Linked DNA regions of Mus musculus: region 2 is linked to region 1. Evidence: chromatin contacts called from public promoter capture Hi-C data. All regions are on one chromosome and are shown on one strand. Each heading gives the region's core, a stretch centred on a gene start, on an enhancer-like site or on the middle of the called end of the contact. The rest is flanking DNA. Distances are from core to core; before and after follow the strand shown. Region 1 overlaps Fn1 (fibronectin 1). Region 2 holds the start of 4933417E11Rik (RIKEN cDNA 4933417E11 gene).

What was found. Promoter capture Hi-C pulls out the DNA fragments that hold promoters and counts their contacts.
Region 2: a contact with region 1 is called in a promoter capture Hi-C map of embryonic stem cells, with 3 times the contacts expected there. The contact joins the promoter of 4933417E11Rik here to the enhancer-like site in region 1. A contact is called at or near these places in 8 of 39 promoter capture datasets (the 3T3-L1 cell line, 3T3-L1-derived adipocytes, cranial neural crest and 4 more), 2 of 484 Hi-C or Micro-C datasets (the G1E-ER4 cell line and nephron progenitors) and 1 of 9 other capture datasets (pancreatic islet).

Annotation. Positions count from the first base shown.
Region 1 is chr1:71,607,168-71,613,214 of GRCm38.p6, reverse strand. It overlaps Fn1 (fibronectin 1), which reads left to right. Exons shown (of 46, transcript NM_010233.2): 26 at 565-747; 27 at 2,197-2,286; 28 at 3,533-3,802; 29 at 5,195-5,311. Among named protein-coding and RNA genes, the nearest start is that of Fn1, 43 kb to the left of the region's middle. Within about 2 kb of position 3,609, at least 4 of the 459 cell types and tissues checked have an H3K27ac peak or open chromatin away from gene starts, as enhancers often do. A contact at or near this core is called in embryonic stem cells, where this site is marked.
Region 2 is chr1:72,002,707-72,008,753 of GRCm38.p6, reverse strand. It overlaps 4933417E11Rik (RIKEN cDNA 4933417E11 gene), which reads left to right and starts at 3,559. Exons shown (of 3, transcript NR_040454.1): 1 at 3,559-3,742. It also overlaps the pseudogene Gm5528.

The sequences.
Region 1 (6,047 bases), core at 2,360-4,859:
TAAAGGTTCTCTGCCCTGCATGGTAAGAAACATTGCTGAGAACCACTGTGCATGAATCCCTCACTTGTAAGTAGAGTTCACTGAATGGAATTATGGCAATGCAGTAGTGTGTAGATATCTCACTCCGGGGAAACTGAGGACCCCTTGTCTTTTTTGTCTTCGTGCATGTGTTTCTTCGGAAAGTACTGCTATGTGTCTTTGCTGTGTGGCAACTTAAGCCTCTTCAGCCTGGGAGAAACATCTTCCGTGGTATCGATGTACTAAAACGGCAATAGCAGCCACCAAAAAAAAAGCCTACCTATTTGAAAAGTAGACTAAAATTCTTTTAAAATGCATTGATCATGGCAGAAAGGTTAAAGGGGCCTAACAGTGTTCTCTATAGTGTTTTGTTTATTTTTTTAACAGTAGCGTGTCATGATTTAGATTAGATTAGATTAGACTGTTTGCATGGTTGTAACTGTTTCTTTTCTGCATGAAATACTGGTTTTTACCTTTTCAGCTATTTTTTTTTTTTAGCTTTGACTTTAAAATCGCATTAACTCAATCCTCCTTATTTGATATCAGCTGTCCCTCCTCCCACGGATCTGCGATTCACCAATATCGGTCCAGACACGATGCGGGTCACTTGGGCCCCGCCTCCGTCCATCGAGCTGACCAACCTCTTGGTGCGCTACTCACCCGTGAAGAATGAAGAGGACGTTGCAGAGCTATCCATTTCACCTTCAGACAATGCCGTGGTCCTAACAAGTAAGCCCTCAAACATAGCTTGTCCCGTAGATACGCAGATCCGTAGATCTGGAGCACAAGGCATGGATCCTGAGTTTTCCTGGAGGACCACCTAAGAGAAAGGAGAACTGTGACCGAGAGACACGCTCTCCAAGTTCAGTAGGCGGCTCTGTAAACTGTGAAAGATGTAATGATTCTGCCGGAGTGGCAGACCTTTGATCGCTACAAATCGTAGTCGAAGGCACGGTCTGTGAAGCACCAAGGTGTCAGACATTCTCTAATCAGTGCACAAAAGATACGTGACTCCCAAGTGAATTCTGTAACTAAGGCAAGAGTGAGAAACATGGAGATCAGCGCATCTGGTTTATTGTCCTTTCTTGTGTGAGATCTACCACCACCAGGGGATCTATTTAGCACTAGAAAACTTAGAATGGCTTTTGCGTGGAGACAGGCAGACGTTTAGTTCATATTTCAGAAAGCACGTGTTTGCACCATTTCCCTGAAGCTGGGAGAGTTTAGAAAGCAACTGACATGTATTAGACAAGTTATAGAAATTGTTTCTTCCCGAGTCCTACTGGAAGAGGATACTTTGAATTAAAGAGAACAAGAGCTTGCAACATTGTAGGAAATTGTATAAGTACAGGGGTTCTACAGGAGAGGAAAGTAGTTACATTCAGGCCCATTTCCAAATAGGGTCAGAAAACATCCTCTGCTCTTCAGATACGGCTCAGAAAGCTAACTACAAAGAGGCAGCAGCAGCAGCTCTCACTTGGTGGCTAAAGACCAGAGGACCCAGATACTTAACCCGAGTGTGGAAATGTCTGTCCAGTCAGTAGGAACCACATTGTCCAATATACTAGACCCATCGCCACCTGTTGGCACCGGTTTAGCCAAACCGTGTCACATGTTAATTATGTATCTTAAAGAGTCCTAATGCTAGAAGAAACTCCCCCTTAGAGAAGTCATTATTACCCTATTTTAAAAATTAAGCAGTTTGAGGGCAGTGGAGTGAGTCCAGGGGCACTAGGTATGTTCATTGTCTTGAATACATTCATGGCCCCAACAAGGACACATGTCAAATTTTGTCCAACTGTACATCTTGACATTGCATAGCATGGAAGCTGCTGACCACCTCATGTGGTTGTTGTGATGGGTAGATGGTAATGTAGACTCCCACAAAAGTTACATCAGTGGCCCTCACAGATGCCCTTTCAAATGGACGGGAGAGATAGTAACATCCCGTGTTTACACTTGACTGAGTTCCATTTATACCTGTGGAGCTGGGGCTTACAGACAGGACAGAGCGGCCCTTATTTACAGATTATGTCCAGACAGACATACTCACTTAGCCACAGGTAGGCTATGGGACTGAACGCTTGGATGTTTTATCAGATGACGGAGTCCCGGGGAGCGTTATGCTTTCTCAAAGTCTCAATCAAGTTTAAAGCAAATCCCACTTTGCCTCTTCAGATCTCCTGCCTGGGACAGAATACTTAGTCAGTGTCTCCAGTGTCTACGAACAACATGAGAGCATCCCTCTCCGGGGAAGGCAGAAAACAGGTGAGCCACGTTAGCTACCAACGTTAAGCAACAAAATGATAGGTTGAGTCTATAGTTGCATCTCCACCTTTTGTGGCATTGATACATTACTTTTAATTTATTAATTAATTTATGATGACAATAATTAATTACAACTAATTAATAATTAATTTTAGTTATTGTAGAGTAGTGGTTTTGCCATGGTATTTTCACATGCTCTGTTGATGTTCCTCTTCCGTTCCTCTCCTTGCCCCCTGTCATCCTTCCTGGTCCCCTTTCTCCCTGTAGTAATGTACAGCCCCGTTTTCACTCTCGTCATCTTGTCACCTCTATCCTATGACCCTTTTCACTTTCTACCCTCTCCGCCTTAAAGCACCTTCTCTTCTCCCCACATTCCTTTTTCTAGTTTCAGGACCTTTGCTCTGCACATACATGTAGATGCTCTATACACACATATGAAAAATTAAAGCTAGGATCCAGGTACCAGAAAACTCCACTTGTCTTTCTGAGACTGGATTGCTTTGTTTAACATAATAATGTTACTTTGTTTAACATAACAATAGAGTTCCCTGGTTTCCTTGTGAATTTCACTGGTTTCTTGTCTTAGTTAAGGTTGTTGTGATATTTGTGAGGAAACACCATGATCAATAGCAAACTGGGGAGGGAAGGGTTTATTCGACTTACACTTCCACACTGTAGTCCATCACTGCAGGGAAACCAGGACAGGAACTCAAGCAGGGCAGGAACTTGGAGGCAGGAGCTGATACCCGGGGCCATGGAGGAGTGCTGCTTACTGACTGGCTTCTACCATGACCTGCTCAGCCTGGTTTCTTATAGAATCCAGGACCATGAGCCCAGAGAAGGCACTGTCCCGCCCACAGTGGGCAGGGCCCTGCCCTGTCAATCACTGATAAAGAGAAAGCCCTACAAGCTTGCCTAGATCTTACAGAGGCATTTTCTTAATTAACGACTCCTTCCTCTTAGATAACTTTAGCTTGGTCAAGTTTATGATATAAAGCTACCCAGAACAACGCTGAAGCCCTCAGAAGTATCAGTGTTTCGGTATAATGTAGAAATCGGCTATAATTTTACATATTGTTTCAATTACTTTTAAAAGGAAAAAAAGAAAGAAATGCTTGTGTAAGCTGATTGCGGTCAGCTATCAGTCCCGTATAACAGTGTCAGTTGCGTTCCCCACATCCTCCATCCTCGATGTCTAAGCTCGTGGTTGTTGTCTTTTGCTCCCCTCCTTGGGTGGGAAAAACAGGTCTCGATTCCCCAACTGGTTTTGATTCTTCTGATATCACCGCCAACTCATTCACTGTCCACTGGGTGGCTCCTCGGGCCCCCATCACCGGCTACATCATCCGCCATCACGCCGAGCATTCTGTCGGAAGACCCAGGCAGGATCGAGTGCCGCCCTCGCGGAATTCCATCACCCTCACCAACCTTAATCCGGGCACCGAGTACGTTGTCAGCATCATTGCTGTTAATGGCAGAGAGGAGAGCCCGCCACTGATTGGCCAGCAAGCCACAGGTAATTTTGTTTTTTTAATCCGCAAAGAAATCCCTTGGTGTGGACTTTGTATAGGTTTGGTGTAGACTGTGAAAAAGCTTCATGTTAGACACAAAGAGCAGTGGTGGAGCCAGGCGCAGCTGTGCGCGCTCATGCACGCAGGCACGCGCGCACACACGCGCACACACACACACACGCACGCGTACGCACACACACGCACGCACGCCTTTGATCCCAGCGCTTGGAGGCAGGTGGATTTCTGGATTGGAGGTCAGCTTGGTCTACAGAGTGAGTTCCAGACTAGCCAGAGCTACACAACAAGATCTTATCTCAATAAAAAGGGAAAGAGGACAGTGATAGACTGTGTGGTAAACATTTCTCCCTCTAAAAACATATTTATTTCTCTGAGAGATTGTCACCTGGTTCAGCTATGTTCTGGTGTTTTTGCTGGTCAGTCTTTATTTATGATGGTTTGAGAGAGCGTCATAGCCCAGACTGACTCAGAAGCTGGCTCTGTAGCCCAAGCTTATCTAAGATACTTCGCCTTGACTTGTGAGTGCTGGAGTTACAGGCATGAGCTACTACTACTCATGGATATTTACTGGTTTTTAAGAAGGTTTCATACAAAACCATAATATGGTACCAAAGTTACTGTAAACCTATGATTTTTGTTTCGTTAGCTGGGCTTGGTAGCACAGATGTGTAATCCCAGGTACTTGGGAGGCTGGAGCAAGAAGGCCATCCTGGGCTACTGTGAGTTCAAAGTTAGCCTGTGCAATTCAGTGAGGCTCATCTCAAAGTAAATAAAAGTTTTTTAAAGGGGTGCAGTGGATGTAGTGTAGTGGTGGAGTGCTCTGTGTGGCGTGAGTCAAGCCCTAGATTTTGGCTTTAAGCACAGATAGATATATTTTCAGTGACAATGACTGGGAGACCTGTTATCAGAACAATCTGTAGCTTAGCTGTGAATAGGGGCGTGTGTGACCACTATTTCCAAATAACACATAGTTAAGGGTGCATGGGGTGGGATCTCTGTGAGTTCCAGGCCAGCCTGGTCTACAAAGCGAGTTCCAGGACAGACAGGGCTGTTATAACACACAGAGAAACCCTGTCTTCAAAAACCAAAAGAAAAAAGAAAAGTGCATGGTGAGTGCTGCTGTAGTTTTTATAACTTCTGTGATTTAAATTATTTCCCAAAGAGACTGTTGAGGAAAAAAGGAATTCACAATTGGGATGGTCTCCATAGCCCCTTCCCTTGACCTCGCCATAGAATTTAACTCTGCTAATTCAGTGTTGCATTTAGATTTTTGTTTGAAGAGGATGTGTGTAATCGTTATCTGGGAAAGGACAAAGTGAACCTGAGCTTTCTTTGGAAGTTATACATGTGAAGTTTTCCTGTGATTTTTTTTTTTCTAGTTTCTGATATTCCGAGAGATCTGGAGGTCATTGCCTCCACCCCCACCAGCCTGCTCATCAGTTGGGAACCCCCTGCCGTCTCTGTGCGCTATTACAGAATCACCTACGGAGAGACAGGTCTGTTCATTTTGGGCCATTTCACCCTTAGAGGATCAGGGTTCGGGTGGGTAACTTGGAAATCTGACAGTGGGAACAGGATTAAATGCAAACAGGCCCATTTAGAAAACCCCCCTCCCTCCCTCCCTCCCTCCCCTCCCCTCCCCTCCCCCTCTTTCTTTCTTTCTTTCTTTCTTTCTTTCTTTCTTTCTTTCTTTCTTTCTTTCTTTCTTTTTCTGTCCAAAAATGCATGGGAGCTACATTTAATTGATTGTAATGAAGTTCAAAGGTGGTTTATACACTACAGCAAGGGTGGGAAGCAGAGCTGAGAAAAAAAAGTTTATATATTTACAAATATTACCATTGGTAATTCTTACTATTCTTTCTTTTCAGTGTTCTCTAAATTTAACAAATATTCTGTTAACCCTTTTGTAAAGACTTCATTCCATTTTAGGTTGAGTGAGCCACATTCTTGTCCCCTTTTTCTATTTAATTTAAACAATTAATTAAATATAATTACATGATTTCCTCCTTCCCTTTCCTCTTCCAAACTATCCCACACCCCTCTCGCTCCACTTCCTCTCAGTTTCTTGGCTTCTTTGTCTTACTGTTACACACACACACACACACACACACACACACACACACACACACAGAGTGCATGTGCATCCAACAAATAAGTATAAATACAACCCACCGAGTCTGCTTACTGTTGCTTATATGGACATGGTTTCAGGGCTGACTGCTTGGTATTTAT
Region 2 (6,047 bases), core at 2,310-4,809, 400 kb before region 1:
CGTGAGGCTACCCAGATCAGTCTGGAGCAGGGAAGGTGAGCATTTGAGCAACACGCGCTCCTTTTGTTCTTTCAGCAGAGACGGAAGTCACATACATCCTGGAAAGTCCATCCTTTCCATCTGGACCAACAGGAGTTCAAGTCCTGGTGGGGTGTGTGTGTGTGTGCGTGCGCGTGCGTGTGCGTGTGCGTGTGCGTGTGTGTGTGTGTGTGTGTGTGTGTGTGTGTGTGAGACTATACATATAGATACCAGTTGTTGATGACCAGTGCACCTCTGGAACACTGGTATCAAAGGTGTGCACCACCACGGCCCTGCTTCCATGATACTTTTTGAGGCAGAGCCTGTCACCGATTCTGGAACTCATTGATTCAGATAGTCTGGCTGGCCTCCCAGTTCCAGAGAACTTCCTGTCTCTGCCTTCTCAGTGCTTGCATTCAGAGTGTATGCTGATGTTGTGCGTGGATGCTAGAGGTAGAAACTCAAGTCTGCGAGCTTGTATAGACAGCACTTTACTGATTGAGCCCCTTCCCTGCCCCTCACCCATCCCCTAGGGCCGATGCTATCTGAATCACCTGGGAAATAATTTTCACCTGTGGTGACACTTACCTTCTGAGGTTCCTGTGAGGATGAGATGGAGCAATGTGTACACAGTATTGCCCAGCTCATTAAAGTAATCCATTGGAAAGCCTAGAAGCTCATGCGCAATAAGTATAATGTAAGGGGAGCCACATAGTATAGTATAGATCACAAATAATCTGTCTTTGCATGGCACGGAGTTGTTGAGCATGATTTAACCAAGACTCCTTAGCTATATGAGATTGAAATGCACCTTTTTGGCTGAGCATCGACATTGTGACTGGTTTTGCTATAGTTTCTGGTTTAGTCATGGGAATATGATCGTTCCTGGGTTCTTGTTCTTTGTTAATATTCAAAGGTCTCAGGTTAAGGCTTAGTGCTCGCTTAGTGAAAAGGAAACTAAGGGTTCTAAAAGGCACTTCAAGAGAGGCCAAAGAGCTGCTTAGCTAACGCAGATCCCTGTTGGCTTTTAGAATAAGGGTCATCTAACACTCCTGGGGAAGTGTCTGAGGAACTCTCTGGAGCCTGGGGAAGACTAACCCTTGGATTAGTTAGAAGATTTAGACTAAGGAGCTTCCACTTAAAATTCTAACAAACCAACTCTTGACTTCTAGGACCTGAACTGAGAAGCCAGGTCCCGCTGGAGCCACCGAGAAGGCTGCCGAGTAGGGTCTATGTTACTGTTCTTATGTTACAGGTTACAGGAGACCACGAGTCTCAGAGTCACCGTAAAGCTGGGGAGAGTAAGAGCTTGTACTCAAGAAAGATTTCATTTTCTATTAAACTCCCGACAGGATTACCCGGAAGACAAATATGTCTCCTAAATTTCAACCCTGGGTGAACCTCTTGGTTTTCTTCTATTTCTTTCTTTTTTAAAAAAAATTTTATTTCTTAAAAATATTTAATAATCACTTCTACAGGAAAAGAAAATGGTGTGTGCATTGAAAGTGGGGGAGACCCCAAGCTTATCTTTCTGTGAGTTTACACCCTCCCAAGTGAAGATTTCCTTTACTGGTAAATCCAGTGAGTTTTATAGCATTCTCAACTCTGGCTCATGCTTTGAATACCAAGGCTTGCACTGCTGAGATCTGTTCCACTATGGTTAATTTAGCTCCCTGGGAGGGTAGGGCCCAACTTCTCCAAGGACTACTAATACACACGCCAGTGCAGAGCTGCAGGGCTGTGTAAGTTTCAAGCCCAAGATCCTCTAGCGGTCTCATCACTGGAATACAAGGAAGAAAGAAATCCATTGTAGTATATAGGACAGCTTCATGTCAGTGTGGGGGCTGGGCTTGAGGGCATGTGAGTGTTCCTAAGTGCCTTTGGATAGCAGAGAAGAGAGTGTCACGGACGACCAGAGCAACGAGCGCCCGACAAAGCACTGTCAGTGAGAACTTCCAGGAAGCAGAGAAGAGGACATGCCCTGAGTCCTTTCTGAAAAGGACAGGATGGATATACAGTTGAATGTGCAGAGAGCACCATCATCACAATAGAAGGGACTACACCAGTGACCCCAAGCTTGCCTACTTCTGTTGTGCTGTGGGAATCAGGCATGCCATGTTTATCTGCTAGGAGGTTTTGCCTCCTCTGGGACCAGCAGGAAGGCAGTGTTATCTTCATTGTTTCCCACATCCAGCCCTAGAAAGTTTACAGAAGTTGGCTCTGGATTGACAGTGAAAAGGACAGGCCAAGATTGCAGATTCCCTCAATTTACATGACACAATAAATGAATGACTTCTCCATTGACAGATACCACTGTGGGGCCCACAGTGACAGAGTAACACAGCAAGATGAAAAAAGAGAAAGGAAATAAGAGACTTGGTATCTTAAAAATATCAAATTATTTTAATGCTAAATGGGCACTAAGAGGATCTGAACGGATACATAATTTATGTAAATCTATGTAAACGCAGGTACCAATTACAAGGAAAAGGATTGGGTGGCATTCCTAAAGGACCGGCCATGCTCTAAGCTGTCACCTGCCAGTCTGCTTCTCCCCGGGAGTTAGATTCACACCAGATGGCAGCAGTTAGAAATGAAGAAACCTGCTTCCTTGATCCTTCACCTTCCTGTCTAATTTACGCATCTGTGAACTTTGAAGTGCTAACACTGTTTTGGTTAGCGCTCAAGGACCCATTTAGGGATTGCAACAGGATGCTGGTTCTAGAGAGAGTGATTCCTGAGCGTGCATGCAGATTTTGCTAGGATCCTATACGGCATGTGAAGGTATTGTATGTAAGCTGTTTTGACCTTACAAGACAGGTTTTTATTCATTGCTGGGAAAACAGGAAAACCAAACACATTGCAAATCAGAAATCTCATTTTTTTTCTGAATCGACACATTGCAAATGTGCAGCTGAGCACATAGACACAGGCACGTGCACATCTCATTACTTCTGATGGAGCTGGTACGATGTCTCCGGTGAACTGCACTTCTGCCCCGATCACACACATGGTGTTCACTGGAGCTCTTTCCTCCATAAGAGTGTTCCCTAGATTACTAAGTCAGCACCATTATCCAAATAGACATCTGCTCTATTTTCTCGTTCATAATGATAATGACTAGCTGGGGTCACAAAGAATAGGCTTAATACATAGCCGCCAAATGGAAAATTTGAGGAAAGTGGAAGCTTCAGGAAAAAAAAAAAGTGTAATCGTGTTTTCCTATTCACTCAAAAACAACAAAAACACAGAACCAACTCACAAGCAAGCAAATGAAAAACAATACTGTCTTACACTAGTCATTGCGTTTCATTAGAATTTTCAGGGCTCCAGACCTAGGATTTAGAGGTCACGTGTTAAAGATTAGGAGAAGAGTTAAATGCTCAAAACCCACGGACTTCCAAGGGCCACTTGAAGCTTGCAGCCCGTCTAGGAGTTCCATCTTACTGGACCACCTCTGAGGAGATGTGGTACACTAGTGGGCAGTTGGTTCTGTTGGAGATCTGAGGAGCAGCCCCCCCCCCCCAATGCTAAGTCTTCAGTCCTGCATACTGGGAAGGGTGGGATGCAGGAATGGAGTCCAGAGGCTCTGGCTGCAACCCACCATGGTTCTGGCACTAAGCAAGAGCTGACCTTTCCTAAGTCAATATTGGAAACTCCCCTCCAGGAGAGTCCTGTGGTGTGAGGTCTGAGCACACACTGAAACCTCCGCGGAGATCCACAGGTGAATCATCTGATGGGGAGTGGAAGTGTTTCTAGGAACAGTCCCGCAGTTCCCGTTCTGCTTGTTAAGCTCCAAGCTTTCCAAATACTGCCAAGTATTGGGAGTTGTATTGAACTCCAGAATGTAACTGGATCTCAGAGTCCAAGTCTATGCACAGATCTTGTACATCTCATCTCTGAGAGATGAGATAATTAACTTATTTTTTTTTTTCTTGGTACTGGTACTTAATTTCTTTTGTACTTTAGGCCATGAATTCACATGCAATGGGCTCCAACAGCTCAGGTTCTTTTCCATTAGTCCTCACAAAGTGTGCTTCTCTGTATGGAGCAGGCTGGCGCTTCAGCTGCACCCAGGTGCCCTTCTCTTTGGCTTCCTTTTTCTTCTGATCATTCTCCTTCACCCGCTTCAGGAAGCTGTCTCTGCTCTTTGAGTGCTTGATGTACTCAGTCCGCACATTGATCCTCTTGGCCAGAATTTTGCCCTTAACCTGCTTGTTTACAATGATGCCCACGGCATGCTGGGTGACATTGTAGACTCTTCCAGTTTTGCCGTGGTAGCAGTTATGGGGCATTCCTTTTTGAACAGTGCCTATTCCCTTGATGTCTACAATATCACCCTTCTTGTAGATTCGCATGTATGTGGCCAAAGGAACAACGCCATGTTTCCTAAAAGACCTAGAGAACATATATTGGGTGCCTCTCCTCTTTCCCTTTGTGTTCGTCATTTTGGCGAGTTACTGGACGATGGCTGCGGCCGAGATAATTCACTTTTATGAACTTCATTTTAAGATAAAAGGAACAATCTTGAGAGCCCACGTGCTCTGTACATGAGATAAATAAACCCCCAAACAAACCCAGCTTGGTGAGCTCACGAGTGGGAGGGGGCAGAGGGGGCGGGGCTGTGAGGTCTTCTTTCTCAGTTTCTATATTCCAGTATGAAGCTGGAATGGGTCCTTGCATCGGAGGAGGGAGGAGTTCACTGGTTTTGAGCTTTTTCTCAGCTTGCCTTTTGGAGGAGCACTTGACATTCCTTCACTCTTTCCGAATCCCTGATGCGTTGTCTGGGCTTTGTTTTCTAAGGGTATAATTTCTTGGATGAGACAAATGTCTTCATTTTGTACATTGTGGTTGGTTGACACTGAGTGAAAACGAGAGTGTAAATCACCTACTCCAATTACGGGGCTGAAGACCAGGAAGTGCTTTGTAGTCATTAAGTGCTCTACCAATTTTTAAGGATAATGCATTTTTCATGTCAGTTTTATACCCGAAATTTATGTCAGTTAGCTACAAATATGCTTTGCTTTGAAATTCTCTGAGGCTTAGCCAGAGTTGATGAGACCTCAGAAGCTATAATAAAAGTCCAAAATGCCTTCACATAGCTTTCTTAACTCTATATGTCTGGCTTCCTCCGGATGCTGGTCCATTGATGGTAGCCCACTCCTCCTTATGTCTGTCAGCGGAGGTGGTACACTGGCTGGAAACTATTTTGCTATAAGCAATAAAAGAACTTGAGAATGTCTTAAATAAATTAGAGTTGGTTTTTCTCATATCATCAAAGGTCTGGAGGTTTTAATAGTTTTCTGATTGGCTCATTAGCTCAGTATCGCCAGGGCTGATGTCTCTGAGTCCCTTAGCTCTTCTGTCTTCCTTGCAATATGGTGTCTGCAGAACAGCGTAAACATTGGACCCTCTGTGTGAAAGGAGAAGGTGACGCCTTCTGGTTTTTGTTTTTAGTATCATTTAACCCCCCCCCCCTTTTGTGTGTCTCTGTGTAGGCATGCATATGCCACAGTGAGCATGTGTGTGTGTGTGTGTGTGTGTGTGTGTGTGTGGTCAGAGGACAGCGTTTTTTGAGTTGATTCTCTCCTTCCACTTCATCAGGTCTAGAGAGTAACTGCAGCTCACTGTGCTTGGCAGCTGGCGCCCTTATCTACTGAATCTTCTTGCCAGGCCCAGTGTTCTGGTTTTAAGAGAGGATCTTTACATCTTGATTTTCTTCCATTGAAAAGTAGAATTTAAATCCCCCAACCCTTCAACCCTGAGCATGCGTTTACGACCGCTTCAATCAATAGGACAGAGCAGAAATAAACAGCACGTCACTTTCCAGGCTAGACCATGAAATACCAAGCAGCTTCTGGAATGTTCTTATGAGGCACCCACTTTCTGGGGGGCTCCGGCTGGGTGCTCCCACTGAAAGTCTTCTCTTGGATTTTTCCTTTGAAAGTCCACACCAGCCACCCACGAGAAAGATGGAGAGGCTCCTAAAAGAGTCTCTAAAAATGGAAGACATCTGTGGAGTTCAGGAG